2 separate regions of the Mus musculus genome follow, and region 1 is linked to region 2. A link is a contact called in public HiChIP or PLAC-seq data. All regions are on one chromosome and are shown on one strand. Each heading gives the region's core, a stretch centred on a gene start, on an enhancer-like site or on the middle of the called end of the contact. The rest is flanking DNA. Distances are from core to core; before and after follow the strand shown.

Region 1 (5,317 bases), core at 2,398-4,897, 740 kb before region 2:
TGGATAATCTTTCTCTAGAATTAGGAAGAAAGAAAAAAAAAGGACTCCATTTTTGTTTTATTTATTTATTCATTTTTTAAAAAGGGTATTTCAACAGTTCTTCAGTTAGATTAGATTTCTCCCAAGCTTAGGGCGTTAGCTTCTCCTTGAATTGTGCCTTGCTCCTTTTTCTTAAGATTATGACATGTTAAATGCTGATTTACTCATTTCTGTAATTAGATGTAGAGATTAGAATCCCCTTTATCTTACTCTGCAGTTTTCCTTTATGGGAAATTATGAAAGAATAATAGGTAAAAAGTTCAGAATGGGAGAAAGAATAAACAGAATGCTGAATGGATAATAAAATATTTAGTGCTTTTCAATTAACTGTTCTCACGATTAGTACACTAGTATATTATATCATAAAAATCATGTCTATTAATTTTTTGCAGCCATTATCTTGACTGTGATTTACTCCCTTCAAATCATTAACAATGCCATTAAAAAGGTGGATGGAGATGAACGTCCTGGAGAGAGATCAGGGATGTAATAGGATTATTGTTCAGGGTCACATGGAGACTGAAGAGCAGAGAATGGAGGGGAAGGGATGGGAGAGAGAGGTGCACTCCTTGCACACAGCTCCATGGTGCAGAGTCAAGTCGGTCCCTCCATGAGAACGTGGGGGAAGGGGCCTTCACTGAGGCAACACTGCTTCAAGTGGAAGAAGATGCTGTGTATAAAAAGCTCAGTGACTTGAGGGTATGGGCTTTTCTTGCAGTAGAAGTTCATTGCTCAGGAAGGGGAAGAGAAATTTATGTAAGGAGGAGAGTCCTTAGGGTTCCGCCCCAGGCCAGTGAGGCATTTATATTCCAGGTGATGCTCACGGCTCAAGGTCAGCCCCGCTATCCAGGCAAAGAAAGAACCCCGACTCCTTATAAAGAGTTCTCTTTCTGGGAAAGTGAGGTAAGCCACATAAACAGAGGAGACCGGGGTGCTCTGATGTTGTAGCTGTGCTGTGTGCTGACATCCTGCAGACCCTATCTCTTCAGTTCTTCTCTTTTTGGCTAAACAGCTGGCCCGTCTTCAAGGCTGATGCACCATTAGCATCCCATATGAATTTGGCCTATGTATGGCAAACAAGGTTTATTACTAGAGAGAACAATGATTTGGCTATTGTTCTTTAGTTTTTTGTTCTTCTCACTAGTGCTGGGACAACAATAAGGCCTCGGTGAGATCAGAGCCAGTTTGAATACCAGGTCTGAGGTCTTGATTTCCTGTCTTAGCTGCTGTGGGTGCATTTAGAGATGACCAAGGAGTGTCCTCTCCAAATATCGTACATTTCGATGGCGGAAGCCAGAGGTAGGCATCTCTGGTTTTAAACATTTAAATAAGACGTTTCCCTGTGAAAGCTGGCCCCGGGATCCATCTTCATAGGCCGGAAATAGAAAAGTGAAACCGACTAATCCATCAGGTCGAATTTCTAGCAGCCCAGTTTGCTTGCGAGAATCATTTTTGGCTTGGACATTTTAACCAGGAAACATAACATTTCTCTATCCTATTAATACCAGCTGTGGGTAGTTGGTCAGCATTGATATTCACTGCCAGATGTTAGCTGAAACCTCAAAAAAAAAAAAAAAACTCCTTTAAAGTAAGTTGTAATGCCAACATTTTATAAACCTGAGACCATGTGTTTTATTATTTTTCTAGACCTGCATTCCTGAGAATAATTTCAATTATGAAACCTTATGATTTGAAGACACATATTTGTTTATGCAGATAGTAAGTGTATGTGGAAACATTATAGATAGTATCTAGTATCCATACATCCCTTTAATTACTATGAACTTAGCCATGTAAGTGGGTGAATGGGTGATGTCCTGACCTCACACATTGCTACTACTTTCTTGATCATTTTGGATCCTTCCAATGGAGTCAATCATGCCCATTGCTTGGCTTTAGTTAGAATCAATAATGAATGACTTTGTATTGTCATGTTTTGACCATTGGTGCAATTCAACTTAAATGATGGAGGCCCAAAGGCCCGTCTTGCTTTTCTTATATACCTATTTTTGTTGTTTGCTTGTTTGTTTTGAGACAAGAGTTTCTCTCAGTAGCTCTGGCTGTCCTGGAACTCACTCCGTAGATCAGGCTGGCCTTGAACTCAGAGATTCACTTGTTTCTGCCTCCTGAGTCCTGGGTATGAAGGTGAATGTCATCATTGCCTGGTTATTTACTTATTCTTTTAAAACCATTTTAGAGATTAAAATATAATTAATTCACTTCCCCTTTCTTTTTCCTCCCTCGAATTCCTCTCTATACACCTATTCTTAAAATGGTAAAAGATCTCTCTAGAAATGGGAAGTCCTCTTAGTGGGACTGAGCAGGCTGCCTTTAGACCAATTGTCAGACATGTTCACAAGGGCAAATGCTTCAGGAAATCAGAGTCCTACCATGTCCAGGGAGAGGAATTCTCAAAATCTTTGCTGCTGGAGCCACTGGGCATTTGTGAATCACCCGCTCAGTGGCTGCCAACCAGGGACTCCCACCTCAGCTGGGCACTGGGACTTTCAGCGTAAGAATTGCTGATCCCTAATGCTGAAGATTCTGAACTAGTCCTTTTGGGCTGGCATTTGAGCAGCAAATTCTCTCTCTCTCGATCTCTCTCTTTTTTTTCTGTCTGAGGCATGGTCTGGCTCTATAGCTGAAGCTGGCCTTGAACTTGTGTTCTTCGTGCATCAGCTTCCTGTGTGCTGGGATTCCAGCCCATGCTATCACACACTGCTGCCTTTGCATTTTTAAAAGATTTGTGCATGATTATTTTGGTATTTAGAGAGAGTTAAGAATAATTGTCTCGTGTAGTTTGAAGGCAAGCTTATAATAGTGCATCAAGTAGGAGACTACAGTGAGGGGGGCACTCAGCATTGCTCAGATAAACATGTCTTATTTCAAGACATGAACAGGTTTCTTCTCTCATTTTCTTCCCCTCCCTCCCTCCCTCCCTCCCTCCCTCCCTCCCTCCCTCCCTCCCTCCCTCCCTCCCTCCCTCCCTCCCTCCCTCTCTCCCTTCCTCCTTTCTTTTTTTTTACTTTTTGGAGGGAGGAGGCAGGGCCACACTATATAGGTTTAAATGGCCTGGAATTTGCTATGTAGATCTGGCTGGCCTCAAAACTCACAGAGATCCATCCGCCTCTGTCTGCTGAGTGCTGGGATTAAAGGTGAACATTACCACTGCCAGTCCGAAGCCTTTTCCTTCTCAGAAGCCCCCGGTCCCTTCCTGAACGACATGTAAACACTGTGTGGACCCTGTTTTCATCACATCCCAGGAAACCGCAGCACTCTAACCCCACCACTTCTAGGGCAGAGTCCCACACCAGAAGCCACAGTGCTTCCCCTGAGAGACCGGTTTTCTTTATGGGACACAGCCTTCAGTGAGGTGAAGAGATGCGGGGGCACAATAGGCAACATACGGGGTGGGGGTGTGAACAGAAATCAGCAACTCAGAACCAGATAGACTGATTTCGTGGGGGAATGTGGGCCCTGGTGAGCCTTATGATTTTTCTCAACCAGCACCCCGTTTCCGTTTCTGCAGCTCCCCACAACCACAGCTCTGAGCAGCGTGGGAAGACAAAGACAGCTGTGCCCGCTGGCGGCCTCAGATGTTCCCACAGCAGCGCTACACTGCAGGGTCCCCAGGGTCATCAAATATGCAGAAGGATGTTGGAGTCCTTTGTATCACAGCCAGAAATGCCATGTGCTCGGCGTTGGATCGCACTGGGCTCTTGTTCCTGCCAGTAGAAGATTGTGAGAAAGGGGAAATGGCTCTTTTATCAAACTGTATGCTGATAGCAGATTACGGGTGTCTTTGTGAGCTATAGAATGACAGATTTTCCAGGTTCTTGTTCAAGAAAAATGGCTAACTGAGAACTGTACTGGAATAAGAGCCCGACCATTCCAGAAGAAAATCACTGTCCTTAGTTCTCACTGAAATCCATTTTTAAAGGCTACAGCCTGCCTGTCCTCCTTGAGAAGAGCCAGCCTCAGCCTGCACCGCAAAGCCTGTTGGGTAGTTAGCTGCTTTTAGTTGATTAGCTCGGGAAAACTAGAGCTACCTTGAAACTCCCTGGTGGCTGGGGATGCCGGGAAATGCCACTGGGTGAAAGAGCACATGGCCACACAGCAGATGCCTCCTCCATTTCCCTTCAGACGTGAGACTTCTTGCAGTGGGAGATATACAGCTTTCATAACTGAGAACTAGAATATCCAACTTGGGTGACATTTTTTTCCTCTTCTATTTAAGCTGTTTTTCTTTTCTTTTTTATTTTAAAGATTTATTTATTATATGTAAGTACACTGTAGTTGTCTTCAGATACACCAGAAGAGGGCATCAGATCTCATTACGGGTGGTTGTGAGCCACCATGTGATTGCTGGGATTTGAACTTCGGACCTTCGGAAGAGCAGTCGGGTGCCCTTACCCACTGAGCCATCTCACCAGCCCCAAGTTGTTTTTCTTAACACAGCTAAGAGTACTGTGTTTTCGGAGTTTTGTCTTTTCTGAATGACTGGGAAGATTAACAGGAGCTTAATATTATTTCACTGGTCAGTGTTGGCCAATGGGAAGAGTAAGTGGGTTTCTATACCAGCAGCCCTTGGTCCAGTTTAAGCAAACATTTCCTAAGTGACAGGGATGAGAGAATAGAAATTTGTTCAATAAATTTGCCAATGAAAAAGTAGGGCATGGTAGTTTGCCTCTTATTAGAGCTGGTATTAAACGGTGTAAGTAAAACGGAAGAAGAGGAGGAAAAGAGGAAGGAACAACAACAACAACAGATACATGGAAACTGTGAAAGTTTAGAAGGCTGGTTATGTGTAGTACTAGGGCAAACATCACAGCACAAGCCGGGACCTGTTATTTACAACACACCTTAAGATATAACAAATTGTGATCAAGATCCATGTCTTGGAACAAACAGGTCATCAGCTGTCTTTTTCACACTAGGTCAACGGAACATGTCCTCTGCACAGGAGGTGGTAAAAATGGAGCCCTCTATGATTCTGAGGTGGGTCGCTGCTTTCATTAACTCTAGGCTGTAGCCTCGATGGTTGCTGGCCTGAAAGGCAGGCTGAGTACATGTGTGGATTTAGACTGAGGACATCCACAAGGCTCCCACGGAGGGAGAGATTCCGACTCTAACGAGCTGAGCGACCTTGACCCAGCCCTTCAGCATCGAGGGCCTTCCTTTTTTCAGCCAGGAAACAGATCTCCTCAGGGAGTAATGAGAAACTGAACTGTTCTCAGTGTCTGAGAAGATGTAAAGAAACCATGTTAGTTTCTAATAA
Region 2 (5,712 bases), core at 3,018-5,517:
AGCTGATTGACAAAACAACTTTTCCTGCTCCCTTTGATGGCTAAGACTTTGGACCTCAGTCCTCCTCCCACTGGGGACTGTCCCAACTTAAATTTAGACAGTGCTTCTCCTCCTCACTTGGGGTTCCGGTCTCTGGGGTAGTCTAGTAGATTCGGCCCACTTCTGCTCACAGGGTCACTCGCGCTTGCCTTGGTTGGGAAAAAGACCTGTGATATTTGTCTTCTACACTTCTAGCCTGGAGCCACGAGGAACAAGTCAACAAAGGATATGAGGAATGCAGGAACCAATATGATTTAGCTTTCACCACGTAGGGTTATTTGGAGAGAAGGACCCAGAAACACTAAATCTGTTCATCATTGTAACAGCCAAAGCCTATGCTGCTGATACACTGGGGAACCCTCTCAAACTCCTCAGGGTAGTTTTTTTTGGGGGGGGGGTGTCTTTAATTTCCGAGACGTTTTAACTCCTATGGGGGAACATAGGAAGCCAACAGCAAGAGGTAAAGGCTGAGTGTGCAGAGATGGTTCTCAGAACAATACAGGGAGCTGGCTGGCCACACGGTTTATTTTAAATATGGATAAATCAACCTCCTGCACCCAAGATACAGAATTAATATGATGTTCCATCTTACTTTGGCAGTGACAGTGTAAAAAAAAAAAGTCTCCTTTTATTCATTCTATTTTCAGTCCTTTCTCATAACTACACATTTACCCTCAAAATACTAACTCCTAGCCCCTAGTCCGCTTAACAAACCTAGTCCTCAAGCTGCTAAACACCCCCGCACCCCCCAGTGCTGCCGGCCACCCTCTAAGCCTGGTAAGGTAGTGTCCTCTTAACCTTTTGTAGGCGGGGAATGTCCCCATAAAAGCGCACCTCGTTACGATTAATCACCGTCCTCAATGTATATGTAGAAGTGTATGTAGGTCTGCGGGCTGCCTCACCAATTGGCAATAATCAAGATCACAGATTACACAAAATAAATCATATTTAGTATCCCGCTCAGGGCAGCAAGCAGCCCTGTGCCCAAAGATTTCCATTTTGTCATGCAATTGCTTACCTGGATCCCAATTTATCATAAACCTGGGTGTCCTCGGTCTCAGAGTGGGCGCCAGTGGGGGGCAGAGCTAGCCTTCCCCCTTTGTCTGCAGACAACAGTGTCCCAACCCTGGTCTTGCGCGCTTGCAGACTCGGCCATATACCAGAGCACACGGAATTCCCGGTAGAACGGAACCAGGCTGAGGTTCAACTACCAATAAACGCTGGAGGAACGAGTTCGTAGTCCCCAAGCTGGCTTCGCCTGCGCTGCTCGCTGGTCGGTCCACCCGCCCGCCGGTCCGCTCCCAGGCCCAGAGCGGCGGCCACTGGCTCCCCCACCCACTCCTGGGTTCCTGCCCAGCCCTCCCAGGCCCCCCAGAGCTCGGGATTTGTTTTGCTTTCGGAACGTGGTCCTTTCTGAATTTGGAGAGAGCCCCGGAAACCCCCTCATAGTCGGGAAATACAGACGCTGCCTTCAAATGCGAGCATATTTGTTCACGTGACCCCGAGGGAAGATTGTACTGATTGAGGCTGAAACTTTCACGCCATCCAGCCCAAGAGCGCAGCCAGGCCTGGGGGCTGGGAGGAGGGGCGCAGGAAGCTTGGGACCCAGGCGCTTTCCCCCCGGAGCAGACACGGAGGGTGAAAAAAGGAAAGGCTTGGTCCTTGCAGCTTGGGATCAGCGCAGCCACAGCCTGGCCCAATGCAGTGGGATGGAGGCTTGAAAATCTCTCCGGGCAAAGACCTCTGACCCCCGACCCGGCCTTCTGCCAGACCTACCAGTGGATTAGACATTTTAAAGGTTGCTTCTTAAAAGCCTTTCTGGAACAGGGCTATGGAACAGAAGTCTCGGACTCCTCAGCGCCCTGTACTTCACATCTGCACGCACCTAGACAAGATGCCCTGCCCGTCCGCCTAGGCTGATACCTTACAATCCCCACAACCTGCCCAGCACTTAAGTTGGGTCACAGCACCCGCTCTTGCCTTAAGGTGGGACCCGCTGGTTCTCAACTCTAGCTTGTCACCCTGCCACCACCGACTCTCCTTGGGGGCGCTGGCTGGGGTTCGCAGACTCAGCAGGCAAGCTGCCACTTCTGAGCCAGGAAAAAAAAAAAAATCGCCTAGCAGCAGGGCAGGACTCGGCGTGACCTCCTTTCTCGGAGCCCCGAGCACTCCACCCAAGTCCTTTGGGGTCTGGAGCCGCTTAGGTGAGGAGTCCCACCTTGACCTGTGTGAATCCAGATCGGCTCGGAGCCAACGGGATCCAGCAGGCCAAGCAACAGCCAAGCAGCCGCTTCCCGCTTCCTGCGGTATCTCCAAAGAGGACAAGGGAGGCTTCTGAAACGGCCTTACCTGGGATAAGGAGATTTCTATGTTAAAATTACTGTATCAGAGCACGATTTCACCACTCTGCAAGTGGCTAGAAGAGATTTGCGGTAGTTATCCTGCATGTGGGAAGAAGAGTTAAGCGAATCTAGGCCAGGGTTCATTCCTGGACTATAGCGAGCTCCTAACCTACCCCTGTCAGGCCTCCCTCACCATAGAATTTCACACTGTGGGAAACTCCGAATTTGGCTTTCTGAGCTTTTTTAAAAAACGGTTCTGCCACGGAGTTAATGCCCCATATGGCTTGTACGGCCTCCTACCCTCCTAAGAAAGAAAGTGCCCCAAAGCCCTGAATGACCCCGGGAGAGGGGGGGGGAGAAAAAGAGGTTCTCAATCCTCAATGTAGAGAAGTCGGCAGGTCCCAAAGCAAGAGGCACTGGACCCAGATCCCAAACTTGATAGGGAATTCCTTCCTTTTTGTTCACCTGCCCCAGTCAAGGATCAGGCCCACTTGGGGTGCTTGTCGCAAGGGACTGTAGGCTGCCCCCACTCCACCCCCATTCAGAGAACCCCGCCTCCAAGCCTCCAGCCAGGGGCTTGTGCTTGCCGGCCCCCGGCAAGTGTTAATCCCCTGCCAAAGAGGGGGGCTGCTTTGCGGGAATTTGTCTCCAGGAAAGGATCTAAGCCTTCTTCAATCGGAGCATATGTTCATAGAGCAATAAACCGGAAAGATTTACAGTCCTCGCCCGGCCCCCAACAGCCTCACACCCTTTCAGGAATTACTTACGATGATTTATCACACCAACCCCGGCAATTGTCACACTGATAAAATAGCCCGGGCCTGTGCCCGCCAAGCCGGGCCTTTGGAGGCTGTTTGGAAGCCCAGCCTCTAGTGAAGCTGGGGAGCCTTTTTGTGGGTTCCTTTCTGAGCCTACAAGGGGATGTTTGAGTGGATTGAAGTGGGTGGGGTGAGAGGGGCGACGATTCTCATTGAGAAAAACGCAAGCAGAGAGAGCGCCCTGAATCTGCGTGCAGGAGTCACTTGCTAAGCACATAAACATTTGTCATCTTTGAATAATTGAATTAATGTGTTATTGTTTGGATGTATAATTCATAACGGGGGAAACTTTGTTGCTGTCCTGACTAGAAATATATACACACCATAAATAAATAAATAAATAAATAAATAAACCACAACCCTAAACAACCACCACACAGAGACAGTTCCTGCTTGCCGAAATCCTTCTTAAAGTCAGTGGAGGCAAAGCACAGAAGTTGGGAGGTGGTAAGGAGGCATTTGAAAAGACTGTCTGCTGAGACACCCGAGCTGGAGCTTGCAGCTAAAGGAAGAGAATGTTTGCTACTTGCCCCCACCCCACGGACAGAGCTAGCTGGGGTAGGACCTAAGCAAAGGCACGTTTGGGATGTCAAATCTTCTTGGAGTGAGGGGAAACCAAGGCAACATGGGAGCAAGAGACCCTATGGCTTTTGCAGCTGGCCGCAGCCTCCTCTTCCTTGGAGGCTTCTCTTTGCCTGCGCTGCTCCGACTTGGGAGGTGGAGGACTTCTTTTTGTTTTGTTAGATAGTCAAAACAAAAAAAAAAAAAAAGAAAAGAAAAAAGAAAAAGAAAAATTTACAAATACAAAACTAAAGAGGAAGCAAAGAGAAGCTGCTCGCTGGGGCGACCAGCAGCTGAGCTTGGGGTGGGGAAGGCGGAGAGCAAAGAGAAGTAGCTTGGAATCATTATCTGTTGGTTAAAACCTGCCTGGGGTAAAATTTCAACTCGATTTTATAGCCTTCTATTATGACGCAAAGAAAAATTTACGAGCCTAGCTTGAAAAGAGGGCCGGGGCTTTTTTTTTTTTTTCCTCGCTGGTTTAAGAATAGGCGGCAGATGCGGTGACAGCGACCATTGTTCCTGGTAGACACAGGCGACCGGGCAACCTCGGCCCGCGTGCGCCAGGAGTGTCCCCAGCCAGGCGGTTTTTTTTTTTTTTTTTTTTTAAACTCCTGTTGTCTGGGGAGCAGCCTGCTCACACCCTCGCCCCTTACACCCTCACCCCTTGCACACCCTCACATCCTCATCCTCTCTCTCTCTCTCTCTCTCTCTCTCTCTCTCTCACACACACACACACACACACACACACACGCGCGCGCGCGCGCGCCCGCGGCCGCCCCTAGTAATTTTTCATAAGTGCAAAGCTTCGCTGAACCAAAGGTCACCATCCAAGCCACTAACAACTTCTGACCGGCGCGCTGTTCCAAACCAGAGAAGCAAAGGCAACTATTTGTCAGCGGCTCTGACAGCTAAGTTCATTAAGGATTGAAATCTGATGAAATAAAAGTCGCCCAAATATTTACCTGCGGGCCGCGCTGGGCGCCCTGGTCTGCGGGCGCAGGGGGCCCCCCTCGGCGGGCCGTGTTCTCGGGATCCCTGCACTTTCCAAGTCGGAGAGAGCCCTTTGCGTGGCAGATTAATGACGACTCCGTGTTTCTTAAGGGACGTGCTGAATTAATTATTTCGCCAATCACGTGGTCGCGACTTGTAGAAATCTATTCTTATCATCTTCCTCGCACTTTGAAAATTCTCCGGTTATGAGCGGCCCTCCCCTGACTGCCGCCGAGCCCCCAGCCTCCCATCCCGGCGTGGGGGGCAGGGAGGGCTCCCCAACATGGCGCCGTCTGCCGAGGGTCCGATTTACTGTACTGTACTCAACGGGCTTAGCTATGGACTCGCTTCTTCCTCATCCCTGCCGGTGATTCAATACACACAGCGGTATTGATGTATTGGTGGGCACAGGAGGAGCCATTAACCAGAAGACGGGCAGAGGACAATCATAAAATGTGTCTGAATATTTAAACTTCTGTCTGTGCACTTATAAATACACATGTCCACGCGTCTGGGGCGAGCCCTTCCATATATTAAGGACATATGTCCTACTTTATGCATCCTGCTTATTTCCTGTCTCCAGTAAGACACCCCCTATCTATTTTGGAACTCCTATCTTGGCCCCCTCTTCAAAGCTGAGGCCAAGATGTGGGAAAGCCCTCGTGATAAAAATAGTACATGGTACTTTTTATAGTAGAGAGTGTTTATTGTTGTCTGAGGGGCAAAAGAGATGCGGGGAAGGGGGGGGGGCAGGTGTTGGAAACACCAGAGGAGTTCAGTAGCCCCAGAAAAGTGGCAGTCCAATATGGGAGGCCAGCCTGGTCAGGTCGGAGCAACAACCACCAGCCAGTACTGGCTGGGCCCAGAAAAAGCATTCTCACCCAGCCTCTGAAGAGTGCAAAGGTTTCCCATAACTACTCTGAAGAAAATCTTAAAACTGGCCAGGGCCAAAAGCCGATTTG

The links. HiChIP or PLAC-seq counts read pairs in DNA pulled down with a chosen protein or histone mark.
Region 1: a contact with region 2 is called in an H3K4me3 HiChIP or PLAC-seq map of embryonic hindbrain, with 4 times the contacts expected there. The contact joins two enhancer-like sites. A contact is called at or near these places in 3 of 39 promoter capture datasets (the SN4741 cell line, embryonic stem cells and maxillary cranial neural crest) and 4 of 115 datasets of contacts at active chromatin or transcription factors (differentiating embryonic stem cells, embryonic basal ganglia, embryonic forebrain and 1 more).

Annotation. Positions count from the first base shown.
Region 1 is chr2:75,468,876-75,474,192 of GRCm38.p6, reverse strand. It overlaps Gm50595, which reads left to right. Exons shown (of 7, transcript XM_017319380.1): 4 at 3,569-3,780; 5 at 4,977-5,037. Among named protein-coding and RNA genes, the nearest start is that of 9430019J16Rik, 27 kb to the right of the region's middle. Within about 2 kb of position 3,647, at least 96 of the 459 cell types and tissues checked have an H3K27ac peak or open chromatin away from gene starts, as enhancers often do.
Region 2 is chr2:74,732,051-74,737,762 of GRCm38.p6, reverse strand. All of the region lies in intron 1 of Hoxd3 (homeobox D3), which reads right to left. Among named protein-coding and RNA genes, the nearest start is that of Mir10b, 8.8 kb to the right of the region's middle. Within about 2 kb of position 4,267, at least 18 of the 459 cell types and tissues checked have an H3K27ac peak or open chromatin away from gene starts, as enhancers often do.